2 separate regions of the Mus musculus genome follow, and region 1 is linked to region 2. A link is a contact called in public Hi-C data. All regions are on one chromosome and are shown on one strand. The core of a region is the stretch at or near the end of the contact, and the rest is flanking DNA. Distances in the headings are between cores, read along the strand shown. Region 1 overlaps Tbcd (tubulin-specific chaperone d). Region 2 overlaps Tbcd (tubulin-specific chaperone d).

What was found. A called contact is a pair of places that touch in the nucleus more often than the background predicts.
Region 1: a Hi-C map of cortical neurons shows a contact between it and region 2, with 2.1 times the contacts expected there. The contact joins two enhancer-like sites. A contact is called at or near these places in 9 of 484 Hi-C or Micro-C datasets (CD8 T cells, bone marrow-derived macrophages, cortical neurons and 6 more), 4 of 115 datasets of contacts at active chromatin or transcription factors (the 230-238 cell line, embryonic stem cells and regulatory T cells) and 3 of 9 other capture datasets (adipose tissue, liver and pancreatic islet).

Annotation. Positions count from the first base shown.
Region 1 is chr11:121,578,431-121,584,925 of GRCm38.p6, forward strand. Tbcd (tubulin-specific chaperone d) reads left to right here. Exons shown (of 39, transcript NM_029878.4): 21 at 285-345; 22 at 1,718-1,740; 23 at 4,323-4,354. Among named protein-coding and RNA genes, the nearest start is that of Zfp750, 62 kb to the left of the region's middle. Within about 2 kb of position 3,296, at least 3 of the 459 cell types and tissues checked have an H3K27ac peak or open chromatin away from gene starts, as enhancers often do. A contact at or near this core is called in cortical neurons, where this site is marked.
Region 2 is chr11:121,499,550-121,506,229 of GRCm38.p6, forward strand. Tbcd (tubulin-specific chaperone d) reads left to right here. Exons shown (of 39, transcript NM_029878.4): 12 at 487-561; 13 at 4,144-4,238. Among named protein-coding and RNA genes, the nearest start is that of Zfp750, 16 kb to the right of the region's middle. Within about 2 kb of position 2,977, at least 27 of the 459 cell types and tissues checked have an H3K27ac peak or open chromatin away from gene starts, as enhancers often do. A contact at or near this core is called in cortical neurons, where this site is marked.

The sequences.
Region 1 (6,495 bases), core at 2,046-4,545, 79 kb after region 2:
TGAGTTTGCCAAGATGCACATGTGGAAGTCATAGGACAACTTGAGGGGAATCAGTTTTACCTTGTGGGTCCCAGGGATTGAACTCAGGCTGTCAGTCTTGGCAGCAAGTGTCTTTACCCACTGAGCCATCTCTCCAGCCCCCAATACAGCTTTATTTAAGGCTGAAGTGGCACATTTTCAGGGGCTGTGGGAGCATGAACAAGAAGCTGATCTTTCTGAGCTTATGTGAACCTGGGCTCCAGTGTAATCCTTATGAACTCGGCATTGTGTCTCACCTTCTGCAGGCTTGTCACAGACTATCTGGATGAGAAGGCAGTGCAAAGCCTGAAGCAGATCCACCAGCAGGTTTGTGTGGTCCATCTGAACCCCCTCTACCTGGACAGGATCTGCTTCTTTGAGCATATTGTATTGACCAGGACACAATGGCCCAATGGGCTCTTTCCACCAGCATGACTCCTGTGAGGGTTTATCTGGAATTGGTAACTGGGATAGATTCATCCTCTGGGGCCAAAATCCATCTTATTGGATGGGCATTGTGTAGGTCTCAGGGCTGTGTTGGTGTTTCACTGTGGGCCTTAACAGGAGTTCCCAGGTGAGGGATGGGCATGTCCCCTCTGTTTGGACCAGACAGTCCTTCTGGAGTGTCAAGTACCCATAAAACAAAGGCCTTTGCTTCTGTGGCTCTAATTTCTACTGTCCTGAAATTTAATACTGAATTTTACACATTTTGGGGACTAGAAGAAAATGTGTATGTTTTTTCTGGGAGTTTGAGATTCTCAAAGCCATCTATGACATAAAAGAAAAAGTAATTTATTTCCTAAGGAATTAAATTATTTTTTTGTTTTTGTTTTTTGGTTTTTGTTTTTTTCAAGTCAGGGTTTCTCTGTATAGCCCTAGCTGTCCTGGCACTTACTTTGTAGACCAGGCAGGCCTTGAACTCAGAAATCTGCCTGCCTCTGCCTCCCAAGTGCTGGGATTAATGTAAATATTTTTCTATTCCATACAATTTTCCTCTTTTTATACTAACGAACTGTTTGTCTCAGATCATGACTATGGTGAGGCCATTTGATTAGTTTTATATTTCTTGCTTCCAAGTGGAGCCTGGCATTCTTGTCAGGCATTCTTGAAGTGAGGGTGTTGAGGGCAGCCCTATGCAGTGGCTGAAGGAATGGAGGCTCTGTGTCCTCCATTGCTAGGGTTTCCTGTTGCTGAGGAACATGGGTGGTGACAGGGCTGCTACTTTTAGTTTTGTGGGAATTACAGATGTGTATGAAGGGGTTGTGAACTGACAGTAGTTGTGTGAATATCCAGCAAGTATCAGATGTACTCACAACAACAAACTAAATTATATCCAGCAAACATCAAACATACTCACAACAAACTGAATTACTTCTGAGTCTGAAGACTGACTCCAGAGCCATTTGTCAGGGTTTGTTTTATGCTTGTGTGTCTATCAGTGGGCTAGGATGGAAGGGGACACCCTCTTTCTCCCCACTGTGTGCCTTAGTTTTCCCTTAGAAGCAATGCACCTGAAGAACCTAACCAAGGCCAGGCACAGTGAGTTGGGGGCCTTTGTCTTCTGACCTTCCTGATGGACTTTCTGGCAGTCAAAAGCTCAGCTCTGTCACCCTGCCATCATTCTTGTGTTGACAGCCATCACTATATATATAACAAATTCTTTAACTCAAATAACTGATTTTTGGCTCTTTAATTTTAGCTTTGTGACCGCCATCTCTATAGGTAAGTCTACAGAGTTAAGACATCTTGTGTCTAATGGAAATGTGTGTTGTGGAATAGTTGGTTCACCGAAGCACTTAAATTACATCTATGTGCGTGCGTGTGTGTGTGTGTGTGTGTGTGTGTGTGTGTGTGTGTGTGTGTAACACATACCATGTGTACTAGTGGCAGTCAGAGGACAACTCCAACTTGTAGGAGTTGGTTCTTTCCTTCTATCTTGTGGGTCCCAGGAATTTAGGTTGTCAGACTTGGTGAAAGGAACCTTTGTTTGCTGTCCCTTGTTGTCCTTGTAAGTAGCCAATAGCTGACCTTCACCTGTCCTCACTCTTCCACGTGCAACTGTCACTCAACCCAGTAGTCAAGGGAATGATGGTTGCAAATCTTTGGTGCCTTTCAGCTTTTTGGAAGCTAAAGTCACAGGTCATGGCACCCCATGTTTCAGTGTGTCCTTGGCATTTCTGTGGCTGAAGACCATTGTGTCCTGCCCAAATGAGCAGGTGTTGCCTACTGCTCTTGGTGGCTGTTGGCTCTCGGGGTCAGAAAGCTTGAGTGCTCTCTGTCTCTGCAGTCTTCCTTTTTTTAGACTCTGTGCAGGAAGGATAATATGTAAAGCCTTTAGGTCTGGTTCTTTCTCTCAGTGTTTTTGAGGTTCATCCATCTTATTGTATATATAATTTATCTCTCTTGTTTTATTTTAGATTGGTATTACTATGTCTCATTCTGGTCTTTTAAAAATATTGATTTTGATTTTATGTATATTGCTGGTTTTCCTGACTGTATGTCTGTAGTCAATGTGTATGCTGTTCCCAAGGAAGCCAGAAGGTGTCTGATATCCTGCACTTGGTTGTTAGCTGTCACATCGGCACTGGTAATTGAACCTGCATCCTTTGGAAAAGTAGCCAGTGTTCTTAACTGCTGATTCATTTTTCTAGCCTTGAGAATTATTCTTGTCTTCATCTTCTTCTTCATCTTTGTCTTCATCTTCATCTTCTCCCCCTCCTCTTCCTCTTCCTCCTTTTCCTTCTCCTCCTCTTCCTCCCCTTCCTCTTCCTTCCCTTCCGTTTCCTCCTCCCCTCCTCCTCTTCTTCCTCCTATTCTTCTTCCTCTTCCTCCTCCTCTTCCTCCTATTCCTCTTCCTCCTCCTCTCCTCTTCCTCTTCTTCTTCTTCCTCCTCTTCTTCCTCCTCCTCCTCCTTCTTAATAGTTTGTTTTTGTTTTTCTGTTCCCTAGATCTGCCTGTCTCCTGAGTGCTGGGTTAAAGGCATATGCCAACACATCCAGCCCTCATTCAGTTCCTTGAAAATATTCACCATCTGTCTTGTTGAGCAGTAAAAGCTCTGTATATTCTGGATCTAAGTTCTGTTAGACACAGGATTTCCCCGTTTTCCCCTCCCTCTCTTTCATGTCTTGCTGTGTTGTTTCTTTTTGTGGTGTGGGGCTGAACATTTACTGTCCTGAACTCTGGAAGTGAGGAGCCTTACTTCCCGTGCCTCTTACTGACTCCTCTCCAGACTTTGGGAGTAGGCAGTGAAGGTGGGCACACACAGTGAGTTATGCTGTGCCTGGGAGCTTTTGTGGGCTAATATTATCCCAGTCTGGGCCTCTGGGCTTGTCAGAACTGTCACATAAGCCTCACCATCTTAACCACTTCTCTCTGTGAGGACTTTGAAACATTTTTATTTCTTGCTTTTGCCATAACCTACTCCTGAAACTGCCTAGGTTTTGAGTAAAGATTCCTTGGGTTTTTTGTTTGTTTTGTTGTGTTTCAGTAGGATGAAATGCCTTGCAGAAAACTTACTAAAATAATTTAAATTGGGGGACTGGAAAGATGGCTCAGCAACTGAGAGTGCTGGCTGCTTTTCTAGAGGACTCAGGTTTGCTTCCCAGCACCCACATGACAATTCACAGCCATCTGTTAATTCCAGTTCTGGGGATTTAATGCTCTTTTCTGGCCTCCATGGGCTCCAGGTATGCAAATGACACTCTGAAATACAAGCAGGCAAAACTCCCATATGTAAAAAAAAAAAATGTTTTTCTATTTAATTCTTATAGTGTTTGCTTAAAGCTACAGAAGAGACTTAAATAGTACAGAATTTGGGAGAACAGTGTGACTTTATTTGGAGAGCTTGTAAGCTACAAGGTGTCAGAGAAGTGGCATCTCAGGCCCTCAGTAGGAGGATGACGACTGGGGTGGCTGCTGATGGCCGTGCCTTTGATGGTCACAGTGTACTTATCTCCATCGGGTTCGATAGCTTCTCGCAGACAGCGTGATGATGAACATGAGTGTACTACAGCTTTGGGCCATGTGACGGTCGTCTTGGCATTGTGGAGTGTGTTAAGCAGCATTTGGGATTGGTTCTGTGTGATATATTGGTGATGACCAAGTGTCCTGTGGAAGCTAAAAGGACGGGAGTCTGCCCGAGGATGATCTTTTCATGGCAATTTTGGGTTTTTCCAAAAATGTAGCGCTAAATCACCTGATTATTGAAAACTGTCATAGTTTTGGGGGCCTGAAGGTGTATCTGTTGCTTAGTGGGGTGTTTCATGTGTAAAAGACTTTAACTGTCTTCTTCCTTTGGTTTTCAGGGGTCTTGGAGGAGAGCTTATGAGACAAGCAGGTAGGTCTGGGGTCAGAAGCTGCTGTCCTTCACTTGAATATGGGGGAAGAGTACCCTGAGGTCAGACCAGACCTCCCAGTAACAGGTGGTAGCTGTTCCCTTCTGTTGGAGATCTTGCTACTGCCCCTGGCTTGCTCTCGGTATGCAGTCAGGGATATGCAGACATGCTTCCTAGCCTAGTATATCTAGTTACCCTATGTCAATCTGTGGGGCTCTGATGTGTCTTACATGCCACAGGACTGGTCACTGTGATTAGGCATAGGGATATATCAGCTGCCAATTTCTTCTATGTACTAAGTACTGCAGAACAAGGAATGGTTTCTTAGATCGTATGTTAATGTCCAAGGAATCTTACAGCATAATCAGGTGAATATTCCTAGTTAGTTGAATATGATAGAAAACTCAGGTTCTTGCTGGCTTATCTGGGTCTCAAGTCGAGCCAGAAATTGGTTGGCTGTTCCATCAATTTCTGTTCCATCTTTACCCCTGCACATCTTTAGGCAGGACAAATTTTGGGTCAAAGGCTTTGTGACTGGGTTTGTGACCCCATCTCTCTATTAGAAGTCCTGCCTGGCTACAGGAGATGAGAGTTTGAGGTTCCATAGTTGTTAGGAGTCTTACCTAGAGTCACCCCACAGATTTCTGGGAGTTTCCATCATCCTAGGTTTCTAGGAAAATCCCAGAGATTCCCTACTACCATTACCAGCACCAATTCTAGTTCGCTTTCTCTCTCTCTCTTTCTCTCTCTCTCTCTCTCTCTACCCTCCCCACACTTGATCCTCCTGTTCTCCTTCTCCCCCTCCCCCCTCCCAGTTCCTTCTCTCCACTCCCAATGTCCATTCTATTTTCCCTTCTGAGTGAGATTCAGGAATTCCCCCTTGGGCCCTCCTTGTTATTTGGTTTCTGTGGATTGTAGCTTGGTTATACTGTAGTTTATGGCTGATAACCACTTATAAATAAGAACATAACATGTTTGTCTTTCTGGATCTCAGTTCCTCACTCAGAGTGATCTTTCCTAATTCCTTCCATTTGCCTGTAAATTTCATAATGTCATTGTTTTTAATAGCTGAGTAATATTCCATTGTGTAAACATATTACATTTTCCTTATTCATTCTCAGTTGAGGGACATCTGGGTTGTTTCCAGTTTCTGGCTACTACCAATAAAGCTTCTGTGACCATAGTCGAGCAAGTGTCCTGGTGGCTTGGTGGAACATCTTTTGGGCATATGCCCAGGAGTAGTATAGCTGGGACTTGAGAGAGAACTATTCCCAATTTTCTTTAGAAACCGCCAAATTTCCAGAGTAGAAATCAACTGTACTAGTTTGCACTCTCACCAGCAATGGAGGAGTGCTCCATTGCTCCACATCATTGCCTGCATGTGCTGTCACTTGAGTTTTTGATTTTAGCCATTCTGATGGGTGTAAAATGGACTCTCAGAGTCATTTTGATTTGCATTTCCCTAGTGACTAAGAATGTTAAACATTTCTTTTTTTTCTAATCAAATATATTTATTAAAAAGGAAAAATCATTTCATTTCAGTAAATAATAAAACAGACAGTGAACTGTTACTGTGAAAAAGGACATGGGTGTTCCATAAATGACAAAAGTTTATAGAACAGTGAGTTAAAGTCTACATTGTACATGGTGCCATACTGCACAGAGAGTGGAGATGGGAAGTGGAAATGAGAGTCTGTACAGATTTCTGCAATCACTGCTTAGGTCTGAGGAATCACTGAGTAAGCAGGAGAGAAGGGAGAGGGTGGTGGAATGTTGGTCATGTAGCACAGAGAAATTATTCAGGTCTCAATATAGAGCCTATCACCTGGAGGAATTTCATTTGAATTAAATCAACTCTGTCCATAAAAGGTCAAGAACTGTCTATAAGATAAAGGACAGGATCTTCCTAGTGAACGATGTTCCATTAGTGTTAAACATTTCTTTAAGTGCTTTTCAACCATTACAGATTCCTCTGTCAGGAATCCTGTTTAGATCTGTACCCCATTTTTTAAATTGGGTTATTTGGTTTGTTGATGTCTAATTTCTTGAGTTCTTTATATATTTTGGATATTGCCCCTCTGTCGGATGGAGGACTGGTATAGAGTTCTTCCCAGTCTGGAGGCTGCCACTTTGTCCTTTGCCT
Region 2 (6,680 bases), core at 1,727-4,226:
CTGTGAAGTAAGGCAGTGCAGTTTCTTGCTCACAGTTGCCCTGGCATCATGATGTAAAGCTCCCCAGAAGCTGAAGAGAGCTGCCACGGGGACTTGTATTTATGCCAACCAAGTCTGTCCTGCCGGGAGGGATAGATTGACACATGCACAGTGAGACAGGCCTGACTTCAGGCCTCTGGCTTCCCCCTGTGCAGAGCCTGGGCTATCCTTTGTGGAAATGGGACAGTCTAGTTAGGTAGGGGCCAAGGTTGGAGATTGCAGCATCTATCTAGAAGTACTCGTGGGCCGTTAACACTGATGGGCTCAGTGTCCACGTCACGTTACTGTGCAGAAAGGTGACCATGTACCCTGTTCACATGTCCAAGGAGTCCCCTGCCCCGTCCTGGACACTTGGTTGGCAGTATTCGAGGCTTGCCCTATTCTGGGTTAATAGGAAACTTACTCAAGGTAATGTGCAGTTGATGGAGTATTGCTTCTCTTTTTCAGAATTGGTAGGATGGCTGGAAGGCTTCCCAGAGAGCTGGCCGATGATGTGGTGGGGTCTGTGTTGGACTGTTTCAGGTGGGTTATCACTCTCAAAGGCAAACCTGCAGCTTTGTGTTCTTCTGTATTATTATATATGCTTTCAATTGAGATATTTATTAGAACCCTAAAGCCTAATTTTTCCTTGTTACGTTAAACTTGATAATTGCAGTGATGTTGTTTCAACATCATTATATATCTAAAACCTTTAGACAGAGATGAAGCCTTTGCAAATGTAGGTCTTCATCTTCAAGTGAAGGCTTTGGGCCTGAACTGTGAGTGGGCAGAGCTTCTTAAAATGAGGGAATTTTCTGGATGCATGCCTCATATTGCTACTAGCCCCAGTGGCTACTGAGACTCTTGAGTGACTGAGGCCTGAATTTGGAGTTGTATTGTAATGAACTGAAGTTTCTTGACATTCTGAGTGTATGGGGCAAATGGCGTGTGGTGTGTGTATGATGGCATGTGGGTAGGTGTGGTCCTGGGGCCATAGACTGATATTGTAGACTCATAGACAGGAACCTTGGTCTTGTTTCCTTCCCAGTGATTGTTCCTCTGGGAGTAATGGTTTCTTAGAGGGTTGAGGAGGGCATATCCCTTATCCCACAGTCAGGTTGCATGGCCATTTATTGGCTGTGCTGTTCTGAGCCTGCTATTCTGTGTGGGCCTGCTATTCTGTGTGGCTGTGACTGTCTGGCAGGAAGTCTGCTATCAGTACTTTGAGCCCTCCAGCACTTGTCCTTGTGACTTTAGAGATGGTCCACCAACAATCCAAAGTACACTTCCTTCTGAACTGGGCCTTTCATTTTGCCTCAGGCTGCTTAGTGACAGTTTGCAGTTTAGAGGAGATAGTGTGCCAGAGACTGTTTTCCAATGGTGGCAATATATAGTAGAAGTACTAGCAGAAAACATCCTTATTGGGACTGCTTTGTGGAGTGTGACGAGAAGACACCGTGTATAGCTGCTTTTCTCAAGGTTCTGCAGATTTGTTTCAGGCCTTGTCCCTGGGCTCCCCCTGGAGCCATGGGATGGATAGGTTGCTGCTCTCCCTGGGCTTTGTGCTGCCAGATTTAGGAAGAGCTGGGATTCCATCATTGTCAGCCTTCCCTGAGGGTCAAGCACTGTTTTTCCCATCCCCCATAGGGCATTTCTGCACATTCCCTCTGGTCACTTAGAACTTTTTTCCAGGTGCCCCCTCTCCCAACTTTTTTCTACATTTTCTTTCCTCCAGTTTCTCTGGCATCCTGAGCCCATTCTCTTTGGAGTGTTGTTGGGTTTCTAGTGTATACAGCTTCTCCAGACTGTGTTTTTTCTCCTGGCTTGTAGTCTTGGTTTAATGTTGGACCCTGGCTCATTCAACCTTCTTATGGGCCTGCTGTTTTAATAGATGGCAGATACTAAAGTGTGTCCTGTTTTTGTGCCTGTGTTCTGGAGAGAGGAAAAGGCCCAGCATGGAGCAAGCATGCTGATGGGAGGAAGGGTCAGGGCGTTGGGTCTGTGTGGAGGCCTGAGTCTCGAAACCTCTTCTGCAGCCCAATGATGTCATCTCCAGCATTCTGTGCTTTTTCTCTCTGGATTCCTAAGCTTGGGAGCCTAGGCTTAGATGTGAGATAATGGCTTGCTCTTAGCACTTGGCCACAGTTTCTTACTATGCCCCTGTTGTATCGAAGGCTGGGCTTTATCAGACATGAGTCTGGAGTGGATGATAGCAGCTTTTCAGGCCTGCCTGCCTGAAGCCATAGTGCACTTTTGTAGTTTAGAAGTGATATATTTGAGTTAACATTATGTTGATACTGTATCAAGTTCACTATGACGATGAATCTTCATGAAAAGTATGAGGAAGCATCTCTCTCTCCATTTGAAACCCTGAAAGACATAAAGATTTAGAAGTGGAAAAAGAGAATATTTGGAACTGGAACCAGATACCAGCATTTGAGCAGTAGAGGTAGGAGGATCATAGTTCAAGGCCAGTCAAGGCTACATAGTGAGCGTAGTGAGCTTGAGGCCAGCCTGGGCTACAGGAGACTCTCTCTTAACTAATAAAACAAACCCTCCAAGATTTGAAGTGATCACATAGCCTCTGAGCAGACACCTGCTAAGACATCTGGCACTTTCAAAAATTGTAATTATGAGTGAGTCATACGAATTGTGGTGAGTGGGAGGACAGCTGTATCTGACACGAAGGCCCATGCTGTCCATCTTGAATACATTAGTGACTTCTTTTCTCTTAATAGTTTGTGTGCTGTTGGCTGTACAGTTTAGTGTTGATTTTCCTACACATTTCTTTACTGTTAAATGAACTCAGCCAGAATAGGTAAAAGCCTGTCATTTGATTTTGCTTTTCTGTGATGTGCATTTCCATGTTTATGTTGGCAACAAAATACAGAAACCTCAGAGCAGCTCTGACCAGTCTGAGAACAGTCACTCACATTGTAATAACCATAGGCCACACCCTGAAGAGAACTTTTGAGTACACAGGCACATTGATTTCAAATATAAAATGTTACTTGTGAGACCCAATTTAGTTGGGTGCAAAATCGGTTTTTTGTAGTCTTGGTTACTTGGAAGGATTACTTGAGCCTGCAAGTTTACAATCAGCCTGGGAACATAGCCAAACCTGACACCTCCATGCCTTTGAAAATCTCTCTCTCTCTCTCTCTCTCTCTCTCTCTCTCTCTCTCTCCCTCCCTCCCTCCCTCCCTCCCTCCCTCCCTCCCTCCCTCTCTCTCTCTCTCTCTCTCTCTCTCTCTTTCTTTCTTTCTTTCTTTCTTTCTTTAATTCCTTCCTTCCTTCCTTCCTTCCTTCCTTCCTTCCTTCCTTTCTCTCTTTCTTTCAATGAGATCTCATGTGTCTTAGCAGTCTAGGCTTAAATTTCTTCCCTTCCTGTCTTTTCTTCCCAGGGGATTAGAGGCACATGGCACAGTGGCCATCTTATTTTATCAGTTTTGTAATCTTGAATGTTGAGCATTCAAGTAACAGTGGGTGCCATTTAAAGGCATCCACCTGTTTCTTTTCTATTAATGTCCTCTGAGTGGGGTGGAATCTTTGTTGAGTCTCTGCTGTCTGATGAGAGTAGGCTGAGGTTGCAGCATTGTGGTCATGGTGGCAGGACACCATCTCAGGCCGGTGACTTGGTTTGATGTTGTAGATGGTTGAATGTCTCTGGGCTGGTCTTTTAAAATTGTTTTTACACATTCACTTTACATCCCACTCACTCCCCTCTCCCAGTTACCCCCCACCCCCAATCCTTCCCCATCCCCTCTTCCCTTCTCCTCTGAGCAGGTGGGGGCTTACCCTGGGTTCCTCTCACTCAGGCACTTTCAGTCTCTGTGAGACTAGGTGCATCCTCTCCCACTGAGGCCAGACAAGGCAGCCCGGCTAGAAGAACGTATCCTCTGGACTGGTTTTGCATTGATCCAAGTCTTTTCACTATTATTAGGTGTTGTAATGAGTAGTATTGGTGTGGCAGTTATGTTCAATTAGGTTAGAGTGTCTTATTTGTCTAGCCAAGAAGTAATGTAGTTTTAGCAAGGCTTTTGGGCCCAGAATATGGACCAACTTGTGTTTCTTACAAAATTTTGGGCTCTAAACTTGGAGTTGACTTTAGAACTCTGGTTTCAGTTTTCAGGAGACGGATAAGGCATGGCATGGTGGATGTCTGGCATTGGCAGAGCTGGGTAGACGAGGCCTGTTGCTACCATCCAGACTCTCAGAGGGTAAGTAACCAAACTGCATGAATCTGCATCCTTAGGGCTGCTGAGACTTGGTGGGGTTCCTCAGTGTGGCTAGCCATGGACACCAGTGCTTCTATGGAAGGGCATGCCATATGCATATTTCTCAGGCATCTTTCTCATGCCAGCCTTTATAATGTACTAATTATCTCTTCAGCCTGTTGTAGCTGCATGCTGTATAAACCATGTGTGCTGGATTTGGAGGGTCATGGACAATGGTAATATTTGATTTTCTTGTATCTAGAACCGCCTTTCACTCTTGAGGGGTGCCTAGAGCTGTAGGTTGACATAGCTATGGCAGCAGTGGAGCTCAGCTTTAGGAGAGCGGGTACAGTGTAGGGCATATGCAGAAAGATCATGAACCCAGGCTAGCTGTTAGGTCCTGGTGAGGGGGAGTCAGAGGATAGTAAGACTGTGGCCATGTGCCACCATCTGGTTGGTGGACCCGTCCTTGTTGGTGGTTGAAGGTGCCTTATGAGTGGAAGGAAAAGAAATGTAACGGCCTGAGTGTGCTACAGAGATTGTGCAGGGTGCAGCTTTTGTCTAGAGCAGTGGTTCTCATCCTTCCTAATGCTGCCTAACTTTAATATAATTCTTCATGTTGTGGTAACCCCCAGCCATAAAATAATTTTGTTGCTACTTAAAAACTATGATTTTGCTACTGTTATAAATTATAATGTAAGTATCTGATATGCAGGATATCTGATATGTGACCCTTGTGAAAGGGTTGTCCAACCCCCAAAAGGGATCATAGTCCACAGGTTGAGAACCGCTGGTCTAGAATCTGGTGGTTGCATCTCACTAATGCCCAGCTGTAGTGTCAGTATTGGGCACTGGAACACAAGGGACTTCTAGAGCAGCATTCTATTTAGCCTTTCTGCTTTTAAAAAAGTTTTATTACAATAACTTACATACCGTATAGTCTACCCACTTACAGTTTATAGTGGTCTCTGACATATTTGGAGTTGTGCAACATCATGTAATTTAACTTCAGAACATTTTCTTTGCCTCAGGCTGAAATTCTGCACTACAGAGCAGCCACTCCTACCCTGCTCCCAGCCCTAGGCGCTCTGGTCCTCTGGTTGCTGTCCTGTTTTGCCCTTTTCAGACATTTCATTAAACAGACTGCTGTTTGTTCTTTTGTGTCTGAACTTTGTGTGGTTTTTCTGATGATCGCTGTGTGGGGCTCCATTCCTTTGCTGCGGATGGGGTTTCTACCATATGCAAGGAAACACTGCTTCTTCCTTAGTCTTATCAGTAGAAGTAACCATTGTGGTTGCCTCCGCCTTTTGACTTTTTGAGTAACGCTGCAGTGGACATTTGTTTATGAGTTTCTGTGTAGATATGTGTTACCATTTGTCCTGAATGTTGATCTAGGAGTAGAAATGATGGATCAGTTCAAGAAACAGGCCAGGCTCTTTTTTTTTTTATTCTTCTCTCATACATTATGTCCGCAATTTTCCCTCCCTCCACTCTTCCCAGTCACTCTTGCTACTTCCCCTCTCACCCAGGTCAACTGCTCCTCTGTTTCCCTTAAAGAAAAAGAAAGAAGGAAATAGAGAAAGAAAAGAAGGAAGGAAGGAAGGACGGATGGACGGTCGGATGGAAGGACAAGCCTCCCAGAGATATCCACCGAACATAGCATAATACAGTATAATAAGACTGGGCCTAGACCCTCATATCATGACTGGATGTGGCAACCCAGTAGGAGGAAAAGAGTCCCACACACAGGCAAGAGAGTCCCCCACAGGCTAGACTCTTGTAACCTGGCTGCCCTGCTCTACATTCCCACCAGCTCTTGGGTTCCTCACATCCCCATTGGTTTTTATTTTTGTCTTCCCTCTTTAAAAAAGTAGTTACCATCGTATTTGTTGTGGGATGTCAGTCACCTTACCATGGCTTGGTTTGTGTGTTCCCGATGACCAAGGAGGACGTCTGAAACTGCTCCAAAGTCTTGCTAGATGGTGACTGCTTTTATAGCTAGGCCTGCCTCCTTGGTCAGGAATTGCAGCCAGTGTGGCAAATTCACACTATTTTGTGAGGTAGGACTGGGCGTAGCCTTTGGGGGAGCTGAGAGGACTTCCTAGAACATTAAGGCCCATGTGTTGGATTAGTCCTTTCCTGAGGTCAGCAGATCTTTTCAGACAGCTCAGCTGTGGAAACCTCATTAGTGAGGTTCTACAACATGGCTGTACATGGAACCTATACTAGTGCTGCTTCTCTTTGGTCTTCTTCTATGGGACTAGCGTGTATGAAATATAGCTGGGACATATTTCAGGATCTTAGACATCATTGATCCATCAGCTGGAGTGAGGACACGGGTATTACTGGTATCATAACTGAGAAGTGTCAAGCTGCCATTTAAAACTGTAAAACATGATGTGGATTAAGTTAGTCCATGATCTTTCTCTTGGGAGTTGTCCTTCT